Regions from separate parts of the Sus scrofa genome. Here region 1 is linked to region 2. The links are chromatin contacts, called in public targeted proximity ligation maps. All regions are on one chromosome and are shown on one strand. The core of a region is the stretch at or near the end of the contact, and the rest is flanking DNA. Distances in the headings are between cores, read along the strand shown.

The links.
Region 1: a contact with region 2 is called in a targeted proximity ligation map of alveolar macrophages. A contact is called at or near these places in 1 of 5 promoter capture datasets (liver), 4 of 47 Hi-C or Micro-C datasets (embryonic fibroblasts, heart right ventricle, liver and 1 more) and 1 of 2 datasets of targeted methods (alveolar macrophages).

What each region holds. Positions count from the first base shown.
Region 1 is chr5:27,570,355-27,573,559 of Sscrofa11.1, forward strand. PPM1H (protein phosphatase 1H) reads right to left here and starts at 1,949. Exons shown (of 10, transcript XM_021091936.1): 1 at 1,592-1,949. The coding sequence starts at 1,836.
Region 2 is chr5:27,479,851-27,483,420 of Sscrofa11.1, forward strand. The region is part of intron 1 of PPM1H (protein phosphatase 1H); the gene reads right to left. Among named protein-coding and RNA genes, the nearest start is that of PPM1H, 91 kb to the right of the region's middle.

The sequences.
Region 1 (3,205 bases), core at 699-3,198, 91 kb after region 2:
TTTGTAACAAGCACAAGGGCCTCCACCTACAGAACTGGAGCACAGAGTATGCCTCCAAATTGCTTTTTGCCTCGTAAAGGTCTAAATGGGCTTTTAAATAGAGTGGGGTTTAGGGCAGAGGGCTTTGTTTGACTCAACAAAGTACTTGGCGTTTTGGCCAGCACTTTTTCTTCACACAGGTGTTTGATTTTACTTTGGTTTTCTCCGGAAAGGTATGATATTTTGTACCTCCCCAACCCCAACGTTCTCTACCGTAATTGTCCTTCATTGAGTTAATTTTTATTGTTTTCGAATTTACCATTCTCACTTGTTTTTCACACTGCAATCATCTATCCCCATTTATACATATTTTCTATATCGGCCCGTGGAGAGTCAGCTGTATGATGAAAGGGGAAGGAGAAGAGTATCTGAAATTCTAGGAAGAGCGTCTCCCAATCTACCTCTCGCCCCGGAACCCACAGCATTGATTATCACGCCTGCTCCGGGGTATCCGGGACACCAGAACAGGGTCAGCATCAAAGCGCCCAGACATCCGGAGAGCTGATTGGTTCCCCGGTGAACCAATCAGTGGGCCAGGCTGCGCACGGGTAGGGGAGGGCAAAGACTATAAAGCGGATGGAGTTAAAGGAAAAGGGGCAGGTGTGCCAGGCACTAGGGTTTTGCTGGTCATTGTTAGCCCTGGAACTCTGGTCTCCTAAATTTCAACTTCTGAGTTTCCCAGTTTTCCTACGGAAAAGAGGAATTACTCATCCTATCATTCATAAGATAGTCATTAATAGTCAATGGAAGAGTCGCCTCAGAGTTGGAAGTGGGGGAGGCCATTTAAATCCTCCCTCTTTTCCCAGTTCCACTCTGGGTCGTCAACCTAACTCAGTCGGCTCCAGAAATAGTAAATCACTAGATCTCGCTTAATCGCCAAAGCTGATTACCAAAATCATTTCATTAGACACATGGAATAAGTTTCCCCCTCCCCAAGGACTGAGAAATAGTATAGGCATTTACCAAAGGTTCAGGATTTTACAACCCTCTAAAGGAGAAGTGAATGAGTACTTAGGCCGAAGTCAGAGAAACTGAGACCTTCTGAGCTGTGCAACCACTCATGCGACCGCGGCCGCCTCCAGGGCTCGAACACCCGCCCCCACCCCTCAACCCCCGGTGCGGCGACAGTTCCTCCGAGCTCTACCCCACAAACTTCACGCGGAGAAAGATTTGGGGGGATGGGCGCAGATTCCAGATTTCCCTGCCATTTCAAACTTCACCAGGGCTGTTACACCACGCACTTTCTTCCAAGTGTCACAGCCCCTAGATTTACACCGGCATCCAGTCTTAGCTTTCCCACGGTCCTGCGCTGCCACCCACCCAACTACCACCCAAACCCGGGGTGCAGACGCCGCGTCCTTGGAGTTGGGAGAAGGGGGAAATGGGAGAAGAGAGAAATGGCCAGTGTAAGTAAAGAGGTGCCCGCCGAGGCCTGGACGCTGGCAGCCAGCGGAGGGCCCTGGGGACAAGGAACAAGGAGAGAGAAGGGCTGGAACCGTGCGGGGAAGGGCCGAGAGGAGAGCAGGGGAGCCGCCGGTGTCGCTGCACTCACTCTGCGTAGCCAGTGGCCCAGGGCAGCCGCCGGGTCTCCTTGAGGATGAGGATGGGGCGGGCGATGTGGTCCGCGCTGCACTCCACCTCGTCCTGAGACAGCCCCAGGAACTCAGGTCGCCCGTAGGGGAAGCGCAGGGGCAGGTCCGAGCCTCCGCAGCCGCCGCCGCTGTGCTCGGAGCCTGAGCTGCCAGCCATGATGCCGCCCATGAAATTGGCCACGGCAGATTTCACTCGAGTGAGCATATTACTCCGGCGCCGGGCAGCAGCGGTGCGAGCAGGGGGCGGCGGCGGCGGGGGCCGGGCGCGGCGCAGCGCGGGGCATGCAGGCTAAGGCGGGCGCCGGGCGCACGGGCAGCCGGGCCGCTGGGCGCGCCGCGAGGCTCCTAGAGCCTAGTGCTGCAGGGGGCCGAGCCCCGGCCTCCTGCGCTCCCTGCCCGGGCTGCCGCCGCCTCCCCCCGCTACACTTCCGCAACCCAGCGGCATGGAGCGAGCGGGCGGGCGGGGCTGGGGGAGACGCCGCGCGCTCCGGGAGCGGCTGGGCGGCCGCAACTGCGGCAGGTCTCTTCCTTGCCCGTTGCGCTCGACTCCTGCGTGAACGGAACTGAGCCCACCCGGCGACCCGCGGAGCCGGCGCGGCTGCTGCCACGGCTACAGCCGCCGTCTAGTCATGTGATAATCCGGCTGCAAGGGCTCCAGCGGCGGCTGGGGCCGCAACTCAGCCCCTCCCCTGGCCGCTCCAGCGAGGCTCGCACCAGGACAGGGACCTCCTGGGGGAGGAGGAACCAGGCCTGGTCGGTACCTGGCGGAGGGGATGGGGGCGCTGTGAGCTGGTGGCGGTACAGGTGTTAGCGCAGGTCACGTGGGGCCGGGCCGCGGCGGGGAAAAGCCAGTTGAGGAATCCACTCGCGGAGGAATGCATCCTGAGCCTTCGGGAAAAGGAAACTTCGGGAGCTGGAGGGGAAAGGGAAGACAGGTGCAATCTGGGTGAAACGACTCCACGTCCTGCAGTGGAAAGAGGAACACCTGGTGTGAGAGACTTAGGAGCTTTGAAAACAAAACAAAGCAGAAAAAAAAAACCCCACAAAAAAGAGCCCATAGTGGTTGCATAAATATCATTAAATGCTTTTCCCTAGGCATTTCTAGAATTACTTTTCTTTTTCTTTCATTACCCCCACACGCATCATTATCTGCGGAGCAAACCCTGTTTCGAACCCAGCATAAGCTTAATGGTGAAGAAAACAAAAGAACTCTGAGAAATCAGAAGTAAGCTCTATTTTACATAGTACTTAAGTGCTTAATAGATTTATCCAAGAATTTTCCTCTAACATGGCTACAAAACCAAAGTATCTTTTCAAAGCTGATCCTGTTGATACTATTGATACACTTAATGCAGCCTTTTCTTAGTTCGGAGCATTGTTATGAAATTATCTACGGTCACTTTAAAACTGAAGAAATTTAAAGAGAACACAGCAACTCAAATACTCAAGTAAAAATGAATAAATATTTGCAACGATAAAATTTTGTGGTGATCTTGTATTAAAACAAAATGTGAAAAACCGATGAATGTGCCTCATTCATAGGGGCAGTTATTTGTTAAATATTGGCTAAAAAC
Region 2 (3,570 bases), core at 366-2,865:
TCAAGAGCGGTGAGTGTGACCGAAGCGCTGGTTTGGCGAAGCTACATCAGAATAAGACCATGAAATTCCATAGGAACTTTATCCTATAGAGCCTATGGAAAGAATCCAAGATTGTTCACCGAAGGGTCTGATAGAATAAATGTTATTTAGGAAAATAACAGTAGTGGTCTGATGGAGGATGGATTACAGAGGCCAAATGACAAAAGTGAAGAGACCAGCTAGGGTCACTCGTAACAGTCCAGGTGACTGAGGGCCATGGACCAAGCAGTGGCTCTGGGTGGAAAGAAAGAGAGAGTTCAGAGGAGGTGAACGACCTGAGATTTCCTAGTTAAGATCTGCTGGACCAGGGTAGAAGGGGAGAGCAGGGCAAGGAGGCTGCTGCTCAGGTGTCCCCTGGCAAGAAGAGCAGAGGAGATGCTCTGATCATGAAGGGAGATGAGAAGGTGAAACAAGGCTGCGGGGGCGGAGGAGGGGGTGGAGATCTGGAGGATGAAATGACGAAATTGGCTTCAGGTCAGTGAACAAAAAGCTCGTGATTGGCAGTGGCAGCCAACTTCAGCTTAACCAGAGTTGGCAGTCTGTGGCTTGTGGGTAAAATTTGGGCCACTGCTTGTTTTTGTATGGCCCCCCAAGATGAGAACCGTTCTTATATTTTTTAAGCAGACGGAAAAAGAAAATCAAAAGAATGTTACATGACATGTAAAAATGACATGAAATTCAAATGTCCACGTCCATAAACAAAGTCTGATTGGAATACAGCCATGTTCATTCATTTGGTTTTTGCCCCAGTTTCCACAGAGACTCTCTGCCCGCCAAGCCTATACCGTCTACACCCATACAGAAAATGTGGGCTGACCACTGAATCTGGCTACTTGATTACATGCTCTGGAATTGTTTTCGTAGGTCCAAAACACTTAAATACTGACAATATCGTATTACCACACGTATAAAGGAAGCAAAGAGAGAGATGTAGATTTGAATAGAATTTAATATGCATCATGGTTTAACTTGTAATGTTAGTTTTGGATACATATTGCTGCTAGCATTTGGGGGCCATCATTAACTTCTAGCTCCCTCACCAAGGTAATTAAATAATGGTCATTTTTTTTTTTTTTTTGGTCTTTTTTGCAATTTCTTGGACCACTCCTGCAGCATATGGAGGTTCCCAGGCTAGGGGTTGAATCGGAGCTGTAACCACCAGCCTACGCCAGAGCCACTGCAATGCAGGATCCGAGCCGAGTCTGCGACCTACACTACAGCTCACAGCAACGCCAGATCCTTAACCCACTGAGCAAGGCCAGGGATCGAACCCGCAACCTCATGGTTCCTAGTCGGATTCATTAACCACTGAGCCACGACGGGAACTCCAATAATGGTCGATTTTAAAATAAACACTGAAGATCAAAGATATGGTACTGTCCCAAAGATCACCCTACACCAATGGCATTGTTTTCTTCTTCATACCGGCTGTTTAGAAATGAACTTTTAACACTATAAAAGTGAAAATCAGAAAGTTGCCATTGGGCATTTCCTTTTAATTATTCTCTGGGTTCTCTTGGCAAAACCATGAACATCACCCAAGTCCAACTTCCGTATTTAAATAAGGAAGTCTGCACTCTGTCAGATGCTGGAGCAGTTCCCCGTACAAGGCCATAGTCAGCTCTGTGGGGGCCACGAGGAATACAATATATAAAAAACCTACCCAAAAAAGGATTTTGAGTTTGGAAGTTTTGCATTAATTAAAGCAGAAAAATATTTTTGCAGGTTTAGAACAATACTATTTGCATATAGCTGTTAGCTTCTATTGGCAATTAAGGAAAAAAAAAGAAACAAGCAAAAAAAAAAAAAAAAAAAAAAAGGCAACATGCTTGAGGCCACTACATTGTTAAATAGGCTTGCTTGCTTTCTTTCTTTGACCAGATTTTTCAGTACTATCAATGATGTTAGAGAAATGTAGTTTTCAAGTCAAAGTGAAAGCCAATTTCCAACATGTCACCCAAATAAAGCAAACTTTAAAAAGCCTGAAATTAATGAAGTGAAACCAAAAGATAAAAAGTATGCTAATCTCAACAGACATCAAATAAGATACATACATTTTTAATCAGCAGTTTCTTCAAAAACCCAAGAAACAATCTTGTCTTTTTCCCTTGCTCTGCGATAAAGAAAGTTCTGGGCAATCTAGGGCTCTGATAACTTCCTTTTTCACCTTAAAGTAATGCTAGAACAATTTTACACAGAAGAGGATTGTTCGGTGGTAAGAAGGATGAAACTCTAACTTGGGAGTTCTGAGTTCCTACTGTAGAAAAGATCTTTAAAAATGTGCTCTGTCCTTCATCGGACAGGTAAAGACCATTGGTCCACTCTCCTGAAATACACTGGCCGTGCCCCCCCAAACACACAAGGCTGCAACAAACATCAGGTGCCGGGGAGGCAGACAGGTTGCTGCAAAAAATGTGGGCAGCAGTTGGATAGAGCAGGTAAGAGCAAAGATGGAGTTCCCGTCGTGGCTCAGTGGTTAACGAATCCGACTAGGAACCATGAGGTTGCGGGTTCGATCCCTGGCCTTGCTCAGTGGGTTAAGGATCTGGCGTTGCTGTGAGCTTCGGTGTAGGTCGCAGCCGCAGCTCAGATCCCACATTGCTGTGGCTGTGGTGTGGGCCAGTGGCTACAGCTCCGATTGGACCCCTAGCTTGGGAACCTCCATATGCCGCAGGAGCGGCCCTAGAAAAGGCAAAAAGACAAAAAAAAAAAAAAAGCAAAGAGACTCTGGGACCAGATTCCTGGGTCTAAGTGCTAAGTCAGCCAGGAAGTAGCTGCAGGACTGTAGCTGAGTAAATTACTTAATTTCCCTGTGCGTCTGTTTCTTATCAGTACGATGAGGACAGTAAGCAGTACTTTCCCCACAGGGTAGCTGTGTGACTGCTAGAAACAATTGTTTGATGAGCTTCCATGCTTGTAACTCTTAAACACATGAGAGGTGTGTCATTATTCTCATTTTATTGGCCCCAGCAATTTCATGTGGAACACGATTCAGTTAAAACAACCTAGACAAACCATTCTGGTGCTTTTCTCAGAGCAACTGAGGTTTTAAACGATGTATTATGTTCACCCCAACGATACTCTTGTAATTTGTTGCACAACAGCCTACAAATAGAACACAGGTATTGCAAGAAGGAATTGTGACATGTCAGATGGTTTCAGCACTCCAACATTTTTTTTTTCCGAGGCAAGCACAGTATTGCTGCAAATGTACATTAAGAACGATAATTAATTTTCCCCTCATTACTTTAGTCATTGATTTGTTAAAAAAACACATTTTAACTAAAAATAATCTGCTTTGGAAAATCTTCACCCTTGTGATAACTTTTAGAGAAAGTCTGTTTGGTTTCCAGATTAAAGCCTGGACAGCAACAACAAAATAGGCCTTTGAAAATTGATGTGTATCTGATCAAACATTCCTACCTCTGTGCCCAGACCAAAGGTAGAGCTCAGTTAACAATCTAAGCCTCCCTAATTTATAAGGGAAAGAACATGCTGGTTTAAGCCTTGAGGCTCTAAAAGAGCCAGTCT